Regions from separate parts of the Mus musculus genome. Here all the other regions are linked to region 2. A link is a contact called in public promoter capture Hi-C data. All regions are on one chromosome and are shown on one strand. Each heading gives the region's core, a stretch centred on a gene start, on an enhancer-like site or on the middle of the called end of the contact. The rest is flanking DNA. Distances are from core to core; before and after follow the strand shown.

What was found. Promoter capture Hi-C pulls out the DNA fragments that hold promoters and counts their contacts.
Region 1: a contact with region 2 is called in a promoter capture Hi-C map of pre-B cells, with 3 times the contacts expected there. The contact joins the promoter of Rbbp4 here to the promoter of Epha2 in region 2.
Region 3: a contact with region 2 is called in a promoter capture Hi-C map of cranial neural crest. The contact joins the promoter of Gnb1 here to the promoter of Epha2 in region 2.

What each region holds. Positions count from the first base shown.
Region 1 is chr4:129,333,797-129,337,554 of GRCm38.p6, forward strand. It overlaps Rbbp4 (retinoblastoma binding protein 4, chromatin remodeling factor), which reads right to left and starts at 1,574. Exons shown (of 12, transcript NM_009030.3): 1 at 1,422-1,574; 2 at 701-848. The coding sequence starts at 1,437. Zbtb8os (zinc finger and BTB domain containing 8 opposite strand) reads left to right here and starts at 2,172. Exons shown (of 7, transcript NM_025970.4): 1 at 2,172-2,343. The coding sequence starts at 2,247.
Region 2 is chr4:141,299,015-141,302,563 of GRCm38.p6, forward strand. Epha2 (Eph receptor A2) reads left to right here and starts at 2,207. Exons shown (of 17, transcript NM_010139.3): 1 at 2,207-2,420. The coding sequence starts at 2,339.
Region 3 is chr4:155,489,947-155,493,304 of GRCm38.p6, forward strand. Gnb1 (guanine nucleotide binding protein (G protein), beta 1) reads left to right here and starts at 1,415. Exons shown (of 12, transcript NM_001160016.1): 1 at 1,415-1,634.

The sequences.
Region 1 (3,758 bases), core at 324-2,823, about 12 Mb before region 2:
CCCTTTCTGTGCTGAGGATCAAAGTCCCCATCAGTAGGTCTCAATCACTAAACATTACAACCCTTCTGCCCCACCTCCCACCAAGCTCTAAAACCTCACACTACTGCTGAAAACACTCGCCCCCACTTCAGTTAGGCAGACCCCAGATTTATCTTGCTATTTATTAACCTTATAAATGACTTGAGAAATCAAATGTTTTGTTGAATAAACTGGACCCAGAATAACTTTTGAAAACGGTCAAGTTTTATATTACATGGCCAACTCCAGTCTTAAGAATGGCTATTCAACTCCATGCTGAGGGAAAAAACAAAAACAGGGCTGGAGAGCTGGCTCAGCGGCTAAGAGCATTGACTGCTCTTCCCAAGGTCCTGAGTTCAAATCCCAGCAACCACATGGTGGCTCACAACAATCTGTAATGGGACCCAATGCCCTCTTCTGGCTTCAGTGTATTCATACAAATAGAGATGACTTAAAAAAAAAAAGTAAAAGAAAAAGAAAAAAAAAAATCAAACAACAACACAACAACAGAGCATGTTTTCTTTGCAGGGTAAATTACAAAATGATCTTCTGTTTTTGACATTATTTCTAGTCGAGGAAAATAAATAGTACTCATAAGCTCTGATAATGTCCCCCCTGAGTGACTGGAGGGCAAAAAAATTAAAATATATGAACTATCAAAAATATTCAAGATTCGCGTCACCTGGTCACATCTGGAAGCCACTGGGCAGTTAAGCTGGGCCACTCCAGGGCATGGGTCATCACCAAATCATAAAGAAAAGGGGTGTTCTTCTTCCATATTTTGTACTCCTCGTTGATCACCCGTTCTTCCACTGCGTCGTCAAAGGCCGCTAAAATGTTTTTAAAAGACAAATCAAGTTAGCGAACGTAAACGGAAAGGGCACAAACCTCTCCAAGCCACCGGCGTAGCGCCCGGATTTTGACAACGAAATGGAGATTCATCTTAATCTCCCAGGTCGCGGGCACCAACGCCACTCTCGGCCGCGGCGGGCCGGAAGTCCTGGGGCCACCCCAGCCGGACACTCCGTTACTCCTTCGGGGGCCGATGGTGTCCAACCCCGAACGAAGCACGGTGGCGCGCGCCAAGTCCGCCAAACCCGGGGAGGAGACCTGCGCATCGAGCCTGGGGATGGAGAGCGGCGCCCCGAGTCTCGGCAGGCAGAGGGACCGGCAGGGAGCCTCGTAGTCGCCTAGGCCGGAGACCTGGCGTCGCCTCGCATCCGCTCCGGAGGAGCTGCTGCGCCGTTAGCCCGCCCCGCCGGGGAGCTCAGTCCTCAGGCCGGCGTCGCTGGGACGAGGCTCGCCAGAGTCGGGCCTGCTCTCCGTCTCAGGCCGCGTAACAGGCCACGACACAGCCCTACAAGCCAGCACCGTCCCTTCCGAGCCGGCCTCGGCACACTCACCTTCCTTGTCAGCCATGGCGGCAGGAGAGCCGGGAGGGGTTGGGGGATCCCGGGGTCGTGCGTTGCAGGAGGGGCGGGGAGGCTACGAGCGCTCCACTCCGCGCGCGCGGCCTCTATTGTTTCCTGCGGCCCGTGCGTAGGGGGCCGGCTCGCGTGCCTTCGCGCCAACACCGACCAATGAGAAAGCGCGGGTCTGAGGGGTGGGCGGAGCATCCGCCTCGCGGCCTATGGAGACGCTCGAGAGTCGTTTTCTCCAGAGTCCCGAGGCGCGCGCGCTCCGCCCCTTCTCTCTCCCCCACCCCCCACCACAGTCCGGAGACTTCCACGGATTGCGCGCGCGCCCCGCCTGCCGGGATGAGGCCCGTGCAGATCACGTGACATACACCCTACACGCTCATGCGCAGCCATCTTCTTAGCAGGCCGTTATGCTGACAACTCCCTCAGGGTAGCGAAAGAATTTGGAAGTGTTTCCGGGTCTGGTTAGCAACTCGGAGGGCCAGACGAGGAGAAAACGCATCACCGTTTAGACTTACAGGTGCCTAATTCAAGGTGGCGTCTTTTAACTGACTCCCTCGGTACTAATAGTGATGAGTGCAGGAAATAAGATGCTGGTCTCTAAAACATGTTATAAAAGCGGCAGGACCGAGCCTGGCAGCCCGGCAGCCCGGCAGCCGCAAGCGGGTATATCCTTCCGCGAGCTTGCAGAATGGAGTCCTGGTCCTTTTAGACCCGCTGCCAAGGGGGTGGGGTGTAGAGCGGAAGTTATGGCGCGGGGCCGAAGTCTGGCTGATGAAGGGCGGAAGTAAGAGTACCAACTCCGCAATCATGGCTCAAGAGGAGGAAGATGTTAGAGATTACAATTTGACGGAGGAACAGAAGGCGACCAAGGACAAGTATCCTCCAGTCAATCGAAAATATGAATGTGAGTAGGTGGCCCACATCTCTTGCATTCGGACAACCTGCGGCTTCCTGCTTCGCCCACTTCTTTGCCCTAAAGGTGCTCTGGCGTGATCACAGTGTGCCCCTCTTTGGACCCAATTTAGGGGGAAAGTGAAGAAAAAGATCACCTTACTAGAGAATGAAGAAACCCGAGGCCGTATCCCCTGCCCCCATCCATTCTAAAAGTCCATGTGTGCCTGAATCACACTTACCTTTGGGGATAGAGTTAAATGGTGTGGCGCTGGTCCAACATTTATCATTGTAAATTATACTTGTGCATTAGTTGTATTTTTAAGTGATTTCTGGGTTGTCCTCGAGTTTCTCCCAGTAGGGAATAGTGTGACCAGGTTAGAGTAATCAAGACATACCTTTTTCTGTGCGTGCGTGCGTGCGTACGTGTGTGTCCACAGCCCAAGATTGGATCTTATTACGTACTGCAACTTTTGCATCACGTTAAATTTTTTTGAAAGATAAAAATTTAGCCGGGGGCTGGTGAGATGACTCAGTGGGTAAGAGCACCCGACTGCTCTTCCGAAGGTCAGGAGTTCAAATCCCAGCAACCACATGGTGGCTCACAACAAGATCTGACTCCCTCTTCTGGAGTGTCTGAGGACAGCTACAGTGTATTTACATATAATAAATAAATAAATATTTAAAAAAAAAATTTAGCCGGGTAGTGGTGGCGCACGCCTTTAATCCCAGCACTTGGGAGGCAGAGGCAGGCGGATTTCTAAGTTCGAGGCCAGCCTGGTCTGCATAGTGAGTTCCAGGACAGCTAGAGCTACAGAGTAAGGCCCTGTCTCAGAAATAAAGAAATTTCTTATGTCTTTAATGGACATCCTAGACTAGTAGTCTACCCCTGAGCTATAATGGCTTCTGCCCTACAGTAGTCTTTGAGTATAGGGTTCCTGAGATTAAAAAATTTGAGAACCACCCTATATAGCAATGTATCATCTTTTTTAAAAAGTTGAAAGAATTGAGTATAATTTACCTATGCCCCAGTAAAGTGTTAAGTACTTTCCTTTTTGTGTGTGTGACAGGATTTCACTCTAACCCTCACTGACCTGGAACTCACTAGGTGATTCCCTGGTGCTGGAATCACAGACATGGTCCACCACACCTGGCCCAGATTATTATTGTTGCTAAACAGATCTCCCGGTGTAAGCAGCCCTAGTTTCCAGATAGACCAGTTCTGCCATCTTAGAAAGCTTCCTCAGTTCCTTTCCAGCCTCCTATCCCTGAAGCCACCATTGTTATAGTTTGGATTTCTGGAGTAGAGTTTTCTGTGTTAGAGATTCACATAAGTGGACTCATGCTCTTGGTTCCTTTATGTGTAGCTCATTTATCCCAGTCAAAGGTCACACAGGTAGACACAAGTCGAAGTGAGTATGGTTAAGT
Region 2 (3,549 bases), core at 957-3,456:
GGTGTTACAGACAATGGACGGAGCTGGATATGGTGGTGCACACCTGTAAGCCTCGTACCAAGGGAGGCGGGGTTGGGGGAGGATCAGGAATTCAAGGCTAGCCTTGCCTCTGTCGGTCAGTCAGTCGGTTGGCTAGAGACCTTGTCAACAGTCAGATCCAGGGGCTGGGGAGAGGGCTCAGTAGCTGAGAGTGTTTCCTGTTCTTTGGTGAACTTGAATTCAGTTTCAAGTACATACATCGGTGGCTCATCACTGTCTGCCTGTAACTCCAACTCCAGGGGATCCCATGCAGTCTTCTGGCCTCATAGGCACCCAACAAACACACACATACCAAGAAAAAAAAGTCAAAACAAAACAAAAGGAACTGACAGGAAATCAACACAAACCACAAGGTCCCCAGCCTAGCGTATCCAACAGAACACTTACCCATACCATGTGTACACTGCACACATGTTCCACTCATCTCGATACACGTGCACGTGCCTGTCCGCAGGACCTTGCTTGGCACACCACAGTCCCTGCCTCCCCAGATGTGATTTCCTCTTGTTGAACCGCATGTAACCGTAATAACAGCTGAGATTTGACTCGAGGGTCTGAGTCCCAGTCTGTGCGGTTTCCATGCGCGACCTTATTTGATCTTCACAGCGGGCTTTTTCCAAGTAGGTCCCTAGTGTCCCCAGGGAGCACGGGGAGGCTCAGAGGAGCAGACTGATTTGTCCAGACTTTGACTGCTGCCCCCTCCTCTGTGCTCCCCGCTGCTGAGAGGCCTGTGGCACACTCAGGTACACACAGGTCCTCTCACACTGGAGCACACACTTGCATACACATCAACACGTCCACGCTCGATATAACACACAAGTCGCTCACGGATTCCCATACACTAACCCTTATGACCCAGCTCAGATGCTCCGGTACTTCATCCAAACATGCTCACACATACATGTCCAGCCACTCTCCTTCTCAGAAGACATAGCCTTCTCTCCCATCATCCATCCCTGATCAAAGGCTTTAATTAACCCCAACACCTATAATTAACCCTTTCTCTCCCCCTCCAGGGGAAATGTCTGAACCCGTTTCTCAGAAACAGGCGCCAAGGCCAAGCTGGTGGGTAGGACCCCAGGAGGAGCACCTGGTACCAGAGTTGTATAATATGGGCCAGGATGACCAGGGACTGGGGAGTCACAGAGAGGAAGGCCAGGGACTAGGAGGTGGGCAGAAAGGTCCACGGAGAACCAAGCCTGCTACAGCTGTTCCCTTTCCACTGGCCAAATGGTAACAGAGCAACAGGCAGTTGTGGGTGACTGGACTGGCTGCCTGGTTCACTTCACATCCGTTTGTTTCACTGACTCTAGACGCCAAGAGAAGAGATGAACTCAGATTTGAGGAACCTTGGCAGAGGAAGGGTGGGTAGGAGGCAGACATCCCCAAGGTATCAAAACGTAATCTCATTCTGTCACCCAGGGATCAGGGGACAAGGGTGTTCTGTTGGAGTTCAGAGGCAGAGGTCAAGAGTTACCCATGAGGGTGTGTGCTGGGTCCCCAAATGGAAGTGGTTAAAGCAGGTCAGGGCCCAGCTTCAAGTCCTGTGACTTGTCTGTGACTGTTGAGTTGTGCAGCCTTTGGGTATCCTAGGGTACCTTGGAACCTTATCTTAAGCCCTCCACTCTAAAGTGAAGACACCTGCATGTCTGACATGTTCCCAGAGGCACTACTCTTGGTACACAGCTTAGAGGACCTTCCTGGGTGTGGCATATCTTCTGGGGGACTCAGGAGCAAGTGTGTATGTGTGTTTGTGTGTGTGTGTGTGTGTGTGTGTGTGTGTTATCAGGAGTTCTTGTTCTTGTTCTTTTTCTTTTTCTATTTTTTGGTTTTTTGAGGCCCTTTGCTACGGAAGCTTCTACTTCTCAGATTTACAATTCACATCTTGAAGCCCAAGGGCAAAAGGGGAGAGTAGGCACAAATTCATTCCACATATTTGGACACTAACCCTGGTGGCGCTTTGAAATGAGAAATCTCCTCAAGGTTTGCACACGAAGGCCCACGCACTGGCCCCCTCAATCCTCCCCAAATTCCTGACCTCCCCCCCAACCCCAACTTCCCTCTGGCTTCCCCGCCCTCTAGTCAGGGTGTCAGTCCGGCCCCTTTAAAGACATTCCTGAGGGCGTGGTTTCGGTGACGTCAGCGCAGGGCATGAATGAACAGGAGCGGGTTCTCACCCAACTTCCATTAAGGACTTGGAGCAGGAGGGTAGAAGTTGTCTCTGTCGGCGGGCGGGCAGGATTGGGGCACCGAGACCGGCGTGCGGACAGCAGGGATCGCGGGGAGCGAGGGGTGCGGCATGGAGCTCCGGGCAGTCGGTTTCTGCCTGGCGCTGCTGTGGGGTTGCGCGCTGGCGGCCGCGGCGGCACAGGGAAAGGAAGGTGAGTGTCTACGCGGTCGGTGGCCGCAGCCTAGCAGGGACTCCGGGACATGGGACCCCGGGCGCCCCAGCCTCCTCTCTGGGACGCACCTTTGGAAACTGACTTATGGCTGCTGGGTCTCAGTGCGCAAGGTTAGGCAGAGCGCGCGGGCTGCGGTCCGGAACGATCTTGGGGATCCATACCCTGAGATCCTAGGTTCTCTGGAACTAAGGGATCTCGGCTGGGGCGCGCAGGGCTCGGAGGCCGCGGGAAGGGGGACGCGGCGCCCGCCACGCGGTTTCAGCCCTGTGGCGGCTTCTGGAGCGGGACCCCCGCAGGGCGCTCTCGGTCCCTCAGAGGAAAGGACGCTCAGTAGGGTTTTCCCGGCGATCAGCCTCTTAGTAACCCGAGTTCACTTAACTCATCATCTGCCCCGATTTCTCGCGGAAGGCATTTGGATGCAGGCCCTGCTTTTTGGGGAGGGGTCCTCTCGGTGCCCTGCACCAAGCAAAAGAGTCTCTCTACGCCCCATCCGATTTTTCACTGGGGTCCTTTGGGCCAGCATTGGGAGCGCCTGGGGTCAGCCCCGGCCACTCACACCTTCCCTCCTTCCCAAGCTGCCCTCCCAGGTTCGGGAGACAGGTTAAGGGCTGGGAGCGAGTACAGGAAGTCCCAAAGTCAAGTGTTCTGAGCAAGGGGTGACTCAGAAGGAGGAAATGCGGCAGGTGGGGTTGCGGCTTCCCGCGGTGTGGAGCCGTCATCTCGGGGCCACGGGGAGCCCAGGCACCTGGAGGTGGGGGAGTGAATCACCTGCCCCCGCCCCAGCGTCTTGGAGCCACGCAAGGTGAGGGGGCCCGCACAGGTTGCCTTTGCTCAAGGCCGCAGCCGGGGGTGTGCTTGGGGGCGTTGTCCCTCAGCTAGGGTCTCCGAGAGGGTGGGAATTCCTGCCCTGCCCTTGGCCGAGGATCTTCCTGTCTACCCAGCCGGAGCTAGCTGGCTTCCGTTTCCCACAGCAAAAACTTTTCTCTGCTTTTGGGCATAGCAAGTCTTCTGCCGACTCCAGCTAGGGGTCGGGGGGTGAAGCGCAGAGGAACCCTTTGGGGTGAGAAGTTTCCTTATTCTTTTCGCCTTCCACGTTGGGAGGGTAAAA
Region 3 (3,358 bases), core at 165-2,664, about 14 Mb after region 2:
TTGGGGACATCTGTGCAGAAGTGGTATCATCAAAGGTCTGGCCTTCACAAGTTCATGGAAGAGGCACTTGTGGGAAGTTGGAGTCACAAGGGACAGTGGAGAGAATGGTGAGAAGGAAGGACCCTGTACTTTTACTTGGAGAGAGTGGGATGATGGAGCTGTCAAGAACTTCAGGTAAAAAACAGTCACAAATGACAGAGTCAGGTCTCGAACAGATGGAGTGAAGGGCATAGAGTCCCAGGGGTCAGAGGCCCTAGGGTGAGATGATAGCAGTGGTGGATATATTTGAGGTAACTGGAACCAGGCTTCTTACTCTCAAAGCAGGTCACTCAATATGCAAGGAAGAGAATATGCAGTATTTTGGAGAGACCACACACTTACTGTGATCAAGAAAAAGATACGAATGCCCACATGACCATCTGCATGTACATATATGTATGTTCATGTAAATGTATGTTTTCCCTCAGGGTGCCTGCTCAGCAATGACACTTTTGTAGCAATGAATATCCAATACCTGGTTCCTCACTTCTACCCATCCACTAGCAGAAGCTAGGGCTCGTAAAATCAGGCGTCAGATCAGGGCTGGCACAGGGAAAGTATATGAGGAAACTGTCAGGACTGAACAATGACAGACACATTTCTATGGCCCGGCAGGAAGCGCCCAGGGCAGGGAGGGGGAAGTGTGCAGACCACTCAAAGGCTGTTTCAAGAAGGAATGGGCTTCAAGGAAAGGCTGCAAGGTGCACAGAAGCTAACAAGAAGGGAAGGTATCAAGTGTGAATCATGGAAAGGTCTCAGAGTCAGCGTGGTGGCCAGGCCCCCCAGAGAGTTGTGGCTCTTGTTTAAAAGAGGGTAGTGCAGGCCAAGAGGAAATAAGAGAGGTATTCACCTGGTTTTGGAAAGGGCAGAATGGGAGTGAAAAAGTCATTGTGGCAGGAGTCATATTAGTTGAAGATGGCTGGACAAATAGGCACGACGGACCAGACCGGATGGCATGTCTTAAAGATTCTGGTGGTTAATCTTGACATCTTTCCTGTCCCACCTGGCTATTCCTACCCCTCTACCCCCGCTGTCTAGAACCTGCTAGGCCGTTCACGCACGCACGCACGCCTTTCGGCCCTCCCGGGCTGGTCATTCAGGCAGGACACACCGCCCTCTGGCTTGGGGCACATGGCACAGGAGCCGACACCGTCAGGTCAGAGCCAGAGGCCACCGAGGCCGATAGGCTGCCAACGTCCCTGGAAGACCCTTGCGGGGTGTGTGGGGTGGTGGTGGGGTGGGGTGGGGGAAAAAAATCACGGGTCCTTTAAGCCTCTCGCGCACGCGCAGAGGGAAGGAGGGGCGGGGCGGAAAGAGCGGCACGCGCACGCCGCCCGTGCGCGGTGACGCGACGTGGGGTTTCCCGAGGCTGCGGGCAGGGGCCGCCGCGCCCATCCTGATGGCTGGAGGCGTCTGAGGGGCGGACGGCGACGGCGGCGGCGGCGGCGGCGGTGGCGGGCGCGGGCGGCGAGGGCAGCGGGGCTGGGACTGGAACAGCCGCCGCGCGGACCCGACCAGCCTCGCCGACTCCTGCCCGCAGGCCGCGAGCGCGACGACCAGGCGGCGGCGTGGGCGCCAGACCGGGCGAGGGCGAGGTGAGCGCGGCTGGGGTCTGTGAGCTGAGCCTGCCCCGCGCTGGGCCAGGCCCTGCGGCTCTTCTCGCTCGTGGGTCATCGGCCGCCGTCTTCATCCTGCTCTTCAGGGTTGGGTGGGCGATCCCCGGCGTGCCGGGTGGGCGGCAGGGCTGGGGTCTCGGGGTCCGGGGGGTGAGGGATGGGGCGGAGCCGCCTGGGCCGGGGCGCAGGCCCGGGCCGGGGTCTTAGGCTCAAGGCCGCGTCCGGGGTGCGGGCCCGGAGATGCGGCAACCTGGGTGGAGGTCCTGGGTTCAAGGCCAGATCTGGGATGGGTTCTGGGTTCAAGGCTGGATCCCGGATGCGGGACCTGATCTGTGGTCTTGGGTTCAAAGCCCGTGTCGGAATTCGGTTTCCAGACTCATTCATGTTCCTGGGGTCGAGGCTGTTGCGGGGGGCGGGGGGGTCTAGGGCCTGATGCGGGATCCCGGAGGTGGTCTTGAGTTTTAAGAAAGGGAACGGGATGCAGGGCTGGGGCTCGGGTCGTAGGTTCGAGCCTGGATGGCTTGCTAAGGTGGGGATGCCAGGAGAGCCGCAGGCGCTTCTTCTCGCGGCCGAGTCCCCGCGGGAACAAAAGCCGAGCTCTGCCCTCCGGACCGCGCCTTCCTGCGGGGCGTGGGACTCGGCCGGGCGCGCGGGGAGCGGACACGGGGCGAGTCTACTGGATTCGGCCATCAACCCCTGCCGGGTGCGGGCCTACGGCTACCAAGCTTCCCAGCTTCCTTCGCTGCCGGCCTTCCTGGCCCCAGGCACCCGTAAATGAATGGGCGCCGCGTCCGGTCGCCGCGACAAGATGGCGATACCCGCCTTTGTCAGCCAGGACCGCGCCGTCCGCTGCCGGGGCTGAAAACAAAGGCCGGCTCTGGTGGCCGGTGCAGAGGAAAAGGCGCCGGGCTCCTGGGTTCGCCTGATGCATCAGTGCTGGGAGGGGACGTCCTGCCCAGAGCACTCAGAGGGTGGCCTAGTCTTTCCGCGTCTCCTCCACAGCCTCGGGTTCCCCTGGGGAACTGCAGCTTGGCTTTTGACCTTTTGATACATTTAAACATTTTTTTTTTCCGGGTTTTTTTAAACCACAGGATTAGCATCCCGAAATAGCATCCCTATACGTGTTCAGCTCATCTTTAAAGAGGTTATGTCAAAATTTTTATTTTGAGAGGAGAATTAGTGGGGCTTCATTTAATTAATTAATTGTTTAGTGCATTGCTGTTTTGCCTGGATGTGTCTGTGTCTGTGTGTGTATGTGAGGGTGTCAGATTCCCTGGAACTGGAGTTAGAGTCATTAGCTGACTTGTGGGTGCTGGGAACAGAACTCAAGACCCTTTGGAAGATCAGCCGATGCTCTTAACCCCTGAACCATCTCTCCAGCCCCGAATTAGTAGAATTTATAAGTATATAAATGACACTTGTGCATGAATTTTGAAATTTCAGGTAATTTGTAGTGTTGGTTTGGTAGTAATAGTACTTTGTATTGTTATGTTTCGATCTGATAGCAGCAATCAAGCCTTTCTCTGTGTGTGGTTAAGTAGCCTGTGAGATTTACTGTTAACTAAGAAAATATGTAGTCATTCTATCATGATAAATGGAAGTGTTAATATTGTGAAAAGTTCCATTTCACTGTGGAGACTAAATGTGGTCCTCAGAGAAACCATTAGTCAGTTTCTATGTAGTTTTTGTTTGTTTGGGTTTTT